4 separate regions of the Sus scrofa genome follow, and all the other regions are linked to region 2. Evidence: chromatin contacts called from public Hi-C and HiChIP or PLAC-seq data. All regions are on one chromosome and are shown on one strand. The core of a region is the stretch at or near the end of the contact, and the rest is flanking DNA. Distances in the headings are between cores, read along the strand shown. Region 1 holds the start of DDX39B (DExD-box helicase 39B). Region 2 holds the start of ABHD16A (abhydrolase domain containing 16A). Region 3 holds the start of NEU1 (neuraminidase 1). Region 4 holds the start of SLC44A4 (solute carrier family 44 member 4).

Region 1 (2,776 bases), core at 147-2,646, 150 kb before region 2:
CAGACACCTAGGGGGGAGTAGATGGAGAGACACATACAATATATCCCTTCAGGTATGTCACAAAAGCACACCTGGCAGATCACAACTGACTATAGTTTGGAGCTCTAAACCATTAACCCCATGATTACTACAGAACATTCCCCACGGCTGTCAGTCAAGAATGAGAGGTCACCTTAGCAACAAGCACTGGTGGCTCTGAATGCATCATGGAGCTGACACAAACACCCTTCCCGAACACTGCAAACCAAAATGCCTCCTCCAGCACTTTCCCCAAGCATACCTGCCCAGTAACTGGCTCCAGCTGTTGCAGTGTAGCCAGCACAAACACCGCTGTCTTCCCCATGCCTGACTTGGCCTGGCATAGGACATCCATTCCCAGGATGGCCTGAGGGATGCATTCATGCTGAACTATAAGGAGGGGGGAAAAAGGATAATTAGACTTCAGTCTCCAGCTAACTTGGCCAGCTTTTTCACCATGCCAAACCCGTTTCTCTCTACTCAATTCTTAAATGGTTCTTGTCGATTTCCAGACCCTTTCTACCTCTGCTCCCTCGAGTAATCAAAGTAATCCCCAAATCAGACCTTCCCAGTTCCTTCTAACATTGGCCTCCTCCAGTTCCAGACCCCCACAGTCCTGCTAACAACCCTCTTGCACCTACCAATTGCTTGCCTTAGGTGCTCCTGACTCTGTCCGAATGTTTCTTAATCTGTAACAATCCATGACTTTTGAGTGCCTGCCACAGGCCATTTCTCCTACTTAGGCTGTCATGCTTTGGGTCACATAACCCTGCAACCTTGGACAAAATGAAGGACTTGGTACCTGACCCAAAGCCAGCCACCTTTAGACCAGCCATAACGGTTTCCAGAGACCAGAGCTGGCTTGGCTCAAGAGTCCAACCAGCTCCTCTCTGGAAATTTTAAATTAAAAGTCAAAGAAACAAAATTAAAAACAAGCAGACAAGGAGAAAAGCCAGTCACAAGATGAAAAACAGATCTCTATCTAAATTACTTTTACATCACTAGCACTTACTTGTCACCATGAATGAAAAACCAACCTATATATAACTCTTTCTACTGCTAAAACAGTTTTTGGTACTTCTTCCCTAATCTATCTTATATAATTCCGTATCACTAAAAGACCATAACCATGTTTCTCACATCCTTTAAAAGTCTGAGGAAAATTTACCTTCTGATGGATGCTCAAAGCCACAGTCAACAATGGCCCGGAGCAACTCTGGCTTGAGCAGGAAGTCACGAAAGCCAGAGCTGTGGATGGAGACATAGGAGCCCTTGACATCCTTCTTGGCAGGGGCCTCAGCCCCATCTCCCCCAGCTGCTGTCTCCACCTCATCGTCTTCATAATCCAAGAGCTCATTGTCCACATCGTTCTCTGCCATAACTGGGCCGGCAGGGGGAGAAGGGGAGGCGTCTCCGGCTGGGTTCACACAGAATAAGACAGGGGAGAGTGGAGGCTCGAGGAACAGGAGAGGAAAAGAAATACTAGTTTCTGACAGAAGAGCTAGGGAAAAAAACCAGAGAGAAGACTCATCAGTCATGAGCAGAGCCTTAGCCACCTCTTCCATCCCCACACTTTCCACTTTCCCTAAACTATGAAACATTGAAAGTAACAAAAAAACCCACAAGAATTAAAAGGGAAAAGCAAACGTAATACAGGGAATGAAAAAAGTGGTCCCAGAGGAGGTGATTAGGACACAGGTTCCCCAAAACCTCAGCTCAAAGAAGCAGAAACCCGGAAGTTGGAAGGGCAAGATCAGCTTACAAATCCCAGGTCTGTGACAGCAGCAAAGAAAGAAAGAAAGAAAAAAAAAAAAAAACCATGAAAAGCAGAACATAGATAATGACTTAAGAACGGAGAATGAAAACGACAAAATGACAGGCCCTCAAGATCTTGTGCTTTCCCTACGAAGTGTACAATCTCAACTTCTAATACAGCAGCCATCAGTCAAGGGTGATAGATAAAAGTCGTCACTGCGCAAAGCTCTCACTTTTCAAAATGAAAACATCATGTGGCTGCCACCCACCTCTCCCCAGCACTCCAGCCTCCCACTCCTCAGTAACCGCCTTCTGGCGTTTAAAGGCCTTGGGTAACTTATGGCGGGGGGAGGGGTCTAGAGAAATGCCAGACCGGGAAAAATTCATCTCCCCAACAAACAATGAATGAAAAGCAGGCCAATAACTAAGATGAATCCTCTTTCCAGTTAATAAGTAAAACCTTCGTCACCATTGCGTTACTCTTCAGGCCTCACCCCCTTTCCGAAAAACACATTGACACCATTCCTAAACAATTAAAACGCTCTAAATAATAGTGGGAAGGCCGAAATGAGAAAAGTTCAACTAGGCCCAGAAGCCGCCGATTCCCACTACCGCGAGCCGACAACGCAAAAATAAGCGGGAGGATGAAAAGAGCCCCGCCCTCCGCAAATGCCCAAGGCCAGAGGACGCCTAGCGTCACCTCTCATCGCCGCTGGGGCCTCCGATTAAGCAGGCGCCCACTGGAGGAGCGAAGAGTAAAGGAAACACAATGGCGCCAGGGCCACCATCTTGGACTTCCCCCCCTCCCCCGCGCGCCGCTTCCCTGCCTCCGCCCCCCCAACCTTCTTGCTCTTGAAAGGAATGTATGCGGTGGAAGTAACAACTCAATCAGACCCCGGCGACCAGACCGTAGCTTGTACAAGGGTTATCAGGAGCCCTGCGACGGGATGGCCGCAGAGAAACGCAGATGGAGTCGGATTGTGCTGAAAGCCAAACCTTACCT
Region 2 (2,700 bases), core at 161-2,660:
GAGAAAGCAGCGCCCGCACCAAAGGGGAGTACCACGTCTGCCAGCTTCAGCGTGTGTGCTGGAGACATCTGCAGCAGAGCCCGGAGCATCCCCCACCCCCAGGGGTGCAGCCTACGCCTAGGTAGGGAGGAGAAAGTTCAGGAGGGCAGCTGGGTCTGAAAAGATGCAGAAGCCTCAGAGGCCAGGGCAGACGTACCAGCGCGAGGATGCTGTCAGCATGTTTCTCGAGGGCACGGGGCTGATAATATGTATCCTGCCAAAACAGATGGCCGAATTAAGAACCCTACTCATTGACATATCCCCCCAGCCCCTTCCCTTCCAGAAGCCCTGATGTATGTCTTCTGGTTCTCACCCCCAAAGCCACCTCTCCTGGGACAGCCCTGTCTCTCAAGAAAGCCCTTCTCCCTCACCCCAACTCAGAACCTGATTTTCCACCCCAGACCATGAGAACAGGGGGCTGGGCTTGGGAGCTAAGGTGAAAGCATCCTTGGACGACTTTTGCTCCTTCTTCACGACCCAGTTTCAAATGAGTTGTGTGCATAGGGGAGAGGGGTTAGAGAAGGCAAGACACTATGACAACTTTAAGAGGGACAGAAGAGCATCAGAAAGAAGAGTAGGGTGATAAAGGAAGGGAATTTGGCTGGGGTGGGCGGTGTGTAGAGGACAGTAAACATAATTTGAGACTACTGACAAAAAGGAAGAGAACGTTTAGGGGCACAGCCTACCGCCCTACCCTGGCTTTTATGAACGCAATGATCCCGGGGTCTCCACGGTAGGCGGGGGTGGGGTGGGAAAAACGAACATATGATATGCTGCTGAAGAAGTCATTTTGAAATTCAAGGCCACGGAAGATAAAGGGAACCGCGTAGGGCATTGAGTAAGAAGAAATGGAGAGTTTGATGGCAAAATCATCCAGCTCCGGAATCCGCGCAGGGTCTCTTCCCGACTTAAAAGCCAATGGGGACAGGCATAAACCACGACCCGCAGGGTGAGGGGCCGAGAGAGGAAAAGGCAAGGAGTGGGAGTCGGAATGAGAAAACACCGGCAAACAGCGACAAAGGAGTCAACCAGTTCACAGACGTGACTTTAATCCAGGAAGCACAAAGAGCGCAGACTTTGCGACACCTGGCCTGACAAACTGGCTCCCCCGATTCCTAATAATGGACGCTTCTGGGGAGCAAAGGCCGCAAAGGGGCTTGGGCCATACCATGTTTTTAACCAGGGGAGAACTCGACTCACCCAGGAGCTGGAAGAGGCGGTAGTGACTGAAGTTGGAGTCCCAGGGACACCAGACGCGGCCCTTTCTGAGTCCCTTTCCCGGTAGATTTTGTAGAGCCGGGGTCCTAGGACGCAGCTCAGCAGCTTCGCCATAGCCCCGGCCCGGGCCGCTGCTCTTCCAGCAGCAGGTCCCCCCGCCGGCCCCGCCCTCCCCCGCCTCCGAGGTGTTGCGTGCCCTTGACGTCAGCACGTACCGGCTCCGCCTCGCGCGGAGCTGAGACATCTTCAGCGCTCCTCGAGCAGGGTTTCTTGCGTTTGGAGCTACGGGTACAGCAATGGTCAGAAATTAGTTGAAAGCGTTTGGAACGCGGAGAGCTAAAATGTTGTCACTTTTTTCTGTCTCTTAATGCTGTCAGACTCTCGAGCGATAGTTGACAAGAGCAACAAAAAAGGTGTTTAGAAATACATCTAATAAAAGAAATGCAAGATTTTACGGTGAAAATTACAGCATTTATTGAAAGAGAAAAGCAAAGCCTTGGATGAATTGGGAGTTGCGCCTTGGTCATGTATGGGAGGATAGTATTGCTAAGATGTGTGAAGTACTGGTTTTCAGCAGGATAAATTATCTCACTTTAGCATGAACAAATCTCAAAACCATATACATAGTGTTGGAAAAAAAGAAAGCCACAGAATATTACACGCAACATGACACCGTGGTATAAAATTCAAAAACACATGAAATAAATAAATAAATAAATAAATAAATAAATTTAGGGGCCGCACCCGTGGCACATGGAAGTTCCCAGGTTAGGGGTCAAATCGGAGCTACAGCTGCCCACCTGCACAGCAGCCACAGACAGCAATGCAAGATCCAAGCCTCCTTTGCAACCTACACTGCAGCTCAGCGCAATGCCTGATCCTTAACCCACTGGGCGAGGCTTGCGTCCTCCTGGATACTAGTCAAATTTGTTTCTGCCGAACCACAGCGGGGACTCCTCTCAAACACATAAAATTTAATAGTCAGGTATGTTAAAGAGCAAATTTATTTATTTATTTATTTATTTATTTATTTTAGGGCTGCAGATGTGGCATATGGATGTTCCCAGACCAGGGGTCGAATCAGAACTGTAGCTGAAGGCCTACGCCATCGGCACAGTGACACCAGATGGGAGCTGCATCTGTGACCTACGCCTACGCCATAGGCACAGTGACACCAGATGGGAGCTGCATCTGTGACCTACACTTCAGTAACAGCAAAGGCAGATCCTTAATACGCTGAGCCAAGCCAGGGGTTGAACCTGCATCCTCATGGATACTAGTCTGGTTCGTTAACGCTGAACCACAACAGCAATTACTAAAGAGCAAGTTTAGAATATTGTTACATAGCATAGAAGATCTTTGGCCGAAAGGGTAATATTCTATTTCTCAATAGATATACAGATTTGTTTTATTTTTCTTTGTATCTTACACCTACATAGTATA
Region 3 (2,700 bases), core at 198-2,697, 140 kb after region 2:
TCTGCCTCCTCCCAATAGAATATAAGCCCTGCAAAGGCGAGGATTTTTGCTCTGTTTTGTTCATAACTGTAGTCACAGAACTTAGAACACTGCCAGGTATATAGTAAGTGCTCAATAAACATTTGGATGAATGTTCAACTCCTTGGAGATCCCAATGTCTGCATTACTGCCCTGGACACCTTCCCTTCTTAGGTTGCCTCTAGTCTTCAGGGACCCAGCAGCTCCAGGGCTCTACGGAAAATCAGGCTCCCCACCCATTCAACATCTTGCCACACAGGCTTTTTTTTTTTTTTTTAGGGCTGCCCCTGCGTGCGGCATATGGAAGTTGCCAGGCTAGGTGTCAAATTGGAGCTGCACCCACCGGCCTTTGCCACAGCAATGAGGGATCCAAGCCAGGTTTGCAACCAACACCACAGATCACAGCACCGTCAGATCCTTGAACCCACTGAGCAAGGCCAGGGACTGAACCCACATCCTCATGGTTACTAGTCGGGTTCATTACTGCTAAGCGGTGGTGGGAACTCCCAGGCATAGTTTTACCCTGGTCCATGGATCTCCGCAGAGCAATGAATTTAGCGCCTTTATCCGATGCTGACATTTTCCTGGCCTCAGCGAAGGCAAGGAGGGTGCCTCGAGGAGTGGTGGTGATGAGTGGGATGCGGAAGGTGTCCACAGAACCGATCTGTTTTCCGCTCACCCACAGCAGTTGCTCCATGGTCACCAGCGGGTGCACCTGTGAAGGGAGGAGTTCCGGTGAACTGAACAAATGTGACTTGGGCTTTAGGGTGAATGAATAGCAACTCAGACGCAGGTTCCCCTGGGAAAGGTAGGGTGGTAGGGACCCCAAGTGGGAGCAGGTTTCCCAGAACAAGGAAGGGGAACCCTGAGGAGAGTTTGTAGCGAAGCTGGAGTCTCTAGGCAGCGTAAGGGACTACGAGGGGAGAAGAAGCCCTCTGGGATAGGGAAACCTCAAAAGGGGAAGGAGCTCGAATGAGGAGCCTCAGAAGGAAAGAGGACGAGGAACCCAGAGAGGGGCAGGGATTGGGAAAGGAGAGGGGGCTTAGCAGCCTGCGTCCCGGGCGTACAACCTGACACAGACCGACCGCCTGCGTGGTTGGGGATGGGGCCATGCGAGGGTTAACTCACCAGACTGAAGTCGTTCTTTGCCCTGGCTCCGACTCCTGCCGGAGACAACAGCAGCAGGAAGATCGAGGCAAATACCTGGGCCCTATAGGCTTCCCCTAATCCCAGCATAGGCGGTCTCCCGGGTCTGCCCAGGGGCACTGCGCCGGGTCGCTCCGCAGTCATCTCTCCCCCGCGGCGGCCGCGACCCTGGCTCCACGATTAGACGCGGGCTTGAGTCGCTCAGTTGACCCCAGCCCTTTAAATGCTCAGATGTCACCCTCAAATCCACAGCAAGTCAGGGCCCCCAGCCGAGCTACCGCGACTTTAATTGGCCCTCGCGTAACTCCTCACGTGACCCTTCAGCACCTCCTCTCTACGTTGTCCAATGGGCCTTCTTTGAAGTCCCGGAGCGCGTGACCCGAACGGGAAGACTATTGGTTTGATTGAAGAAGGGGGCGGGCATAACTCCACAGATGCCTTTTGATTGGCCGTGATACTGGTGGGGGTGTAGGGGCGTCACAGGGGCAGGGCCCCTTTTAAAGAGCCAGGTGGGCGGGGGAGGGCAGCGTGTGGTCTTGGAGGAAATAAAAGTCCCAGAGTTTTTGAGAAAACACAATATCAATCTTTTAATCTTTTTACTACAAAATCGACATCTGGAAGGCGGGAATGAGGCTGGGAGGCTGTACAGGCGGGGTGCTGTTTTGGATCAGGGCTACGTCTCTCACTTCTTCCTCTTCTTGTCTCCCGAGGGCACCTCGTTCTTCTTGCCCAGAATCTTCAGAAGGGCTTTGGACATGTAGTAGGGCCGGTCCAGGGAGCCGTCGTTCCTCTCCAGGTCTTCCACTGAGGCGCGACATAGACCCATAAGAACGGAACGTTGGGGGCTAACCCCATTCCCGGGGGTGGAAATCAAGGACCAAGAGACAGCTGCCTGGTTTCCTGGCTGCATTCCCACCAGCTGTTTTTTGGGGCAATTTTTGTAAACTGCTAAATAGGTTATGTAAATAGGTCATCTGTAGAGTGGAGTCGATAATACTATGTTTCATAGAATGAAAGGGATTAACGGAAAAAAATACATGATACATGTCAGTTTCTTAGCGGAGAGCCTGGTACTTAAGATATCCCAAATGAATGCATACAGTAGGGTGAGAAAATCCTCACTCTCTACAGCCACCTGCTGGGGAGTCTGCTGTGGCTAACTTCATCCCTAGATCTATCTTTCTTTCTCTCTCTCTCTCTCTCTCTCTCTCTCTCTCTCTCTCTCTCTCTCTCTCTCTCTCTTTCTTTCTTTCCTTTCTTTCTTTCTCTCTTCTTTCTCTCTCTTTCTCTTTCTTTCTTTCATTCTCTCTCTCTCTTTCTTTCTCTCTTTCTTCTTTCTTTCTTCCTCCCCCCCCCCGCCCCCGCCACCCCGCATTCGTGGTATACAGAAGGGCTTAGGGCACAGCTTCGCAATGCCGGATCTTTAACCCAATGTACAGGGCCAGGGATGGAACCTGCCCTGCCGCAGAGACAGCACCAGATCCTTAGCTTGCTGTACCACAGCAGGAACTCTCTTCCCTAGATTTTCTGCAGGAA
Region 4 (2,721 bases), core at 120-2,619, 160 kb after region 2:
CCTTCCTCTACCCCCGGCCCCAAGCTAAGGGGAAAGACACTGGAACCGAAGGCATCCACTCCCCCAAGGCCCGGGGAGGGGAGGGGCCCCTGCAGACCCCCACCCCGAAAGGACTTCGGTCTGGTCTCCAGGCTACTGTCAGTCCCTGGGAGGGCAGTCCCGGTGACACCTGAGCCTGGCAGTTGAGATTGGGGCCACGTCCTGTTCCTGGTCCTCCCTGAGTACACACAGAGAGGGGGTGGGGCCAGGCAGCCAGGGTCCCCTGTGGGCATCGAGGAGGGAGGACAGAGGGCTGGGATGGGGTGTGGTCCATTGTCCCTGGTGCCCTGGACTCTGTCCCTCCAAGGTTCTCGGACATGATGTCAATGATTGACCCAAAGCCGCTCCGGGAAGCTGAAGCTTACGAGGCGCCCTCACTGCTCCCTCCCCTAATTCCCTTTGGACCAAGGAAGGCTTCTGGGAGGCCCCTCCTTTGGGTTCCCTTCTTTCCAGAGAGAAGTTCAGAACCCCAGACCCCAGGGGGCCTCGGCAGGCAACCCCCTAGCCTTCGATGCTCACAGGTGTCCCAGTGTCCTCTCCCTTCAGACTCCCGCCCCCCAACCCCAGGCCTGGGGACCCCTGGGCAGCCTCCCAGCCTTGTTCCTCACAGATTCTGGAGACAGGCTCCCTGCTCCCTTTCCTGAGGCCTTACCCTGCAGAGGACCCTCAGCAGGTGCTGCTCCCCATTCCTCTGTGTACACCCTCCTAACAGAGACCCTCGAGACAGGCCCCCAGCCCCCTCTCCACCAAGATCTGCAGCCCCAGCTCCTCAGAGGGACCCCCAGCACCCTGTCCCCTCAGAGACCCAGAGTCCAGGCCGAAACTCCTCCTCCTCTTGGGGACCGCAGCTGCTTCTCCTGACAGCTGCCTAGACCCCAGCTCACCCCTCCCAGGCTCTGCAGCACCTGACACCCCCAGCCTGAGCCCTTTCCCCTCCTCAGGACCCTGTCCCTGCCTCCTTCCGGTTCAGGCTCTGCTTCCCAGGGCCCTGCCTCCAGAGAACCAGAGTCCAGGGCTGATAGCACCCCCTCCTCCCAGGGACCCCAGATGCACTCCGGGAAGGCTCCCCAGCCATGGCTCCCAGCCCCAGAACCCCGTCCTCCTCCCAGGACCTTCTTCCATCAGCTCATTTCCTGGTCCCTCCCCTCTGGGACTACGGCTCCCCTCAGCTCCACTCCTTGGGGCGACCCCAGCACCGCGCCCCCCTCCCCATTCCCAGTGTAGCTCTCCCTTTCCTCACTGGAGCCCGAGCCCCCATCCCAGCCTGGCCCCAGCCTCACCGTAGGCCTTGTCTGGGTCCTGTTTTTCCCCCATGGCTCAGTCTCCGGAGTGATTGGAGCCTGGGAGACCTGGCAGCTCACCTGCCACCTGCCCCGCCCTCCCTCTGGCACGTCACAGCCCCACCCCTGCCTGTGGTCCCTGACACACTCTAGTTCCTCCTACTTGACTCTGAGCTGGAAGGCGAGCCTGGGATGGGGTCAGGTCAAGGCTACTTGCTCAGGCCTCAAGGACCACGACCTGAAGGACTCCCGCACGCTCTAAGAAAACCCTCCTCAATTTTGCCAACTTCCTCACTGGTTGTACACTCCCGCCCACACCCTCCCGCAAAAGATTAAGTGTCCAGATGAGATTTGGCCTTGACCAGAGATCCTGCACCCGGTCACCCCCTGCCCCTCCCCCGGGCGGCCAGCCGCACCAGCCACACCAGGCACACCTGCCCGGCCTGCTTCCCATCCTCACCTGCCCCTCGCACCCACGTTCCCTCTGGCTGCAACCCCTCGGCTTATTACAAACCCAACATTTATTGAGAACAAAGGAAACCAGTTAGCATAGGGCCCCAATTTCAATTCATCAAACTTCAGCTAAGGATGGGGAACAGGGGGGTGGCCAGCCCTGAAGTCACTCTCCCAGGGAGGAACCAGCTCTGGGAGAGAGGGGCTGTCAGACCTCCAGGGCCTGGCGGGGATCTCTGGCTGAGGAATGTGTGGAGGGGTGCAGGGACAGGAGACTGTGGCACCCCCAGGTGTGGGCTGTGGGCAGCAAGTAGCAGAGGTGGCTGCCGAGTTGGTGGCCGTCCTGGGGTAGGGAGGGGTGTGTGTGGTCCACTCTCAGGGGTTGACGGGGGGCAAGGAGCTGAGCTCGGGCAGCAGCTCGGGGTGGGGGTCCAGGCGGGCCAGGCGGCTCTGCTCCAGGGCGATGGCCTCCGCTGAGTGCTTGCACTTCTCAGAGCCACACTGGCAGGTGAAATATTTGCTTTTGATGTCCCAGAAGCGGTCACCATAGTCAAACCTGTCAGGGGAGCACAGGCGGTCTGTGGGACCCAGACCCACTCCGAAGCATCTGTCCCCATCTTCTGCGGGGCTCTGAGGCCTCCTATGCTCTCTGCACCTACAGCCCCAGCGCTGCCCAGGAGCTTGTTAGGAATGAGGACTCTTGGGCCTCATCCCAAACCTACTGACTCAAAACCTGTGCGGCTTGGGACTCTGTTTATGGCCCGTTTCAGAGAAGCTCTGCTCTAATCCGTGCCTGGAGAGCAGGCACTCTCCAGCCTTCCTGCTCTGGTCCCGGGCCGGCTGCCCCTCCCACACCCATGGCCGCGTCCCAGGCTGCCTCACCCCAGCTCCTCCCCGGTCCGGATGTCTCGTGAACTGAAGAAGGCAATGCGCGGAAATCGCAGGTCTT

Evidence for each region. A called contact is a pair of places that touch in the nucleus more often than the background predicts. HiChIP or PLAC-seq counts read pairs in DNA pulled down with a chosen protein or histone mark.
Region 1: an H3K27ac HiChIP or PLAC-seq map of alveolar macrophages shows a contact between it and region 2. The contact joins the promoter of DDX39B here to the promoter of ABHD16A in region 2. A contact is called at or near these places in 1 of 5 promoter capture datasets (skeletal muscle), 1 of 47 Hi-C or Micro-C datasets (epiblast stem cells) and 1 of 2 datasets of contacts at active chromatin or transcription factors (alveolar macrophages).
Region 3: an H3K27ac HiChIP or PLAC-seq map of alveolar macrophages shows a contact between it and region 2. The contact joins the promoter of NEU1 here to the promoter of ABHD16A in region 2. A contact is called at or near these places in 1 of 5 promoter capture datasets (liver), 2 of 47 Hi-C or Micro-C datasets (epiblast stem cells and fetal liver) and 2 of 2 datasets of contacts at active chromatin or transcription factors (alveolar macrophages and skeletal muscle).
Region 4: a contact with region 2 is called in a Hi-C map of epiblast stem cells, with 1.8 times the contacts expected there. The contact joins the promoter of SLC44A4 here to the promoter of ABHD16A in region 2. A contact is called at or near these places in 1 of 47 Hi-C or Micro-C datasets (epiblast stem cells) and 1 of 2 datasets of contacts at active chromatin or transcription factors (alveolar macrophages).

The regions. Positions count from the first base shown.
Region 1 is chr7:23,666,221-23,668,996 of Sscrofa11.1, forward strand. DDX39B (DExD-box helicase 39B) reads right to left here and starts at 1,397. Exons shown (of 10, transcript NM_001005157.1): 1 at 1,187-1,397; 2 at 281-408; 3 at 1-7. The coding sequence starts at 1,397.
Region 2 is chr7:23,813,483-23,816,182 of Sscrofa11.1, forward strand. ABHD16A (abhydrolase domain containing 16A) reads right to left here and starts at 1,411. Exons shown (of 20, transcript NM_001195326.1): 1 at 1,240-1,411; 2 at 197-253. The coding sequence starts at 1,371. It also overlaps a transcript of LY6G6F not described here.
Region 3 is chr7:23,957,212-23,959,911 of Sscrofa11.1, forward strand. NEU1 (neuraminidase 1) reads right to left here and starts at 1,448. Exons shown (of 6, transcript NM_001101822.1): 1 at 1,147-1,448; 2 at 541-733. The coding sequence starts at 1,308. SLC44A4 (solute carrier family 44 member 4) reads right to left here. Exons shown (of 21, transcript NM_001101818.1): 21 at 1,724-1,968. The coding sequence ends at 1,847.
Region 4 is chr7:23,975,861-23,978,581 of Sscrofa11.1, forward strand. It overlaps SLC44A4 (solute carrier family 44 member 4), which reads right to left and starts at 1,370. Exons shown (of 21, transcript NM_001101818.1): 1 at 1,320-1,370. The coding sequence starts at 1,353. It overlaps EHMT2 (euchromatic histone lysine methyltransferase 2), which reads right to left. Exons shown (of 29, transcript NM_001101823.1): 28 at 2,655-2,721; 29 at 1,823-2,328. The coding sequence ends at 2,148.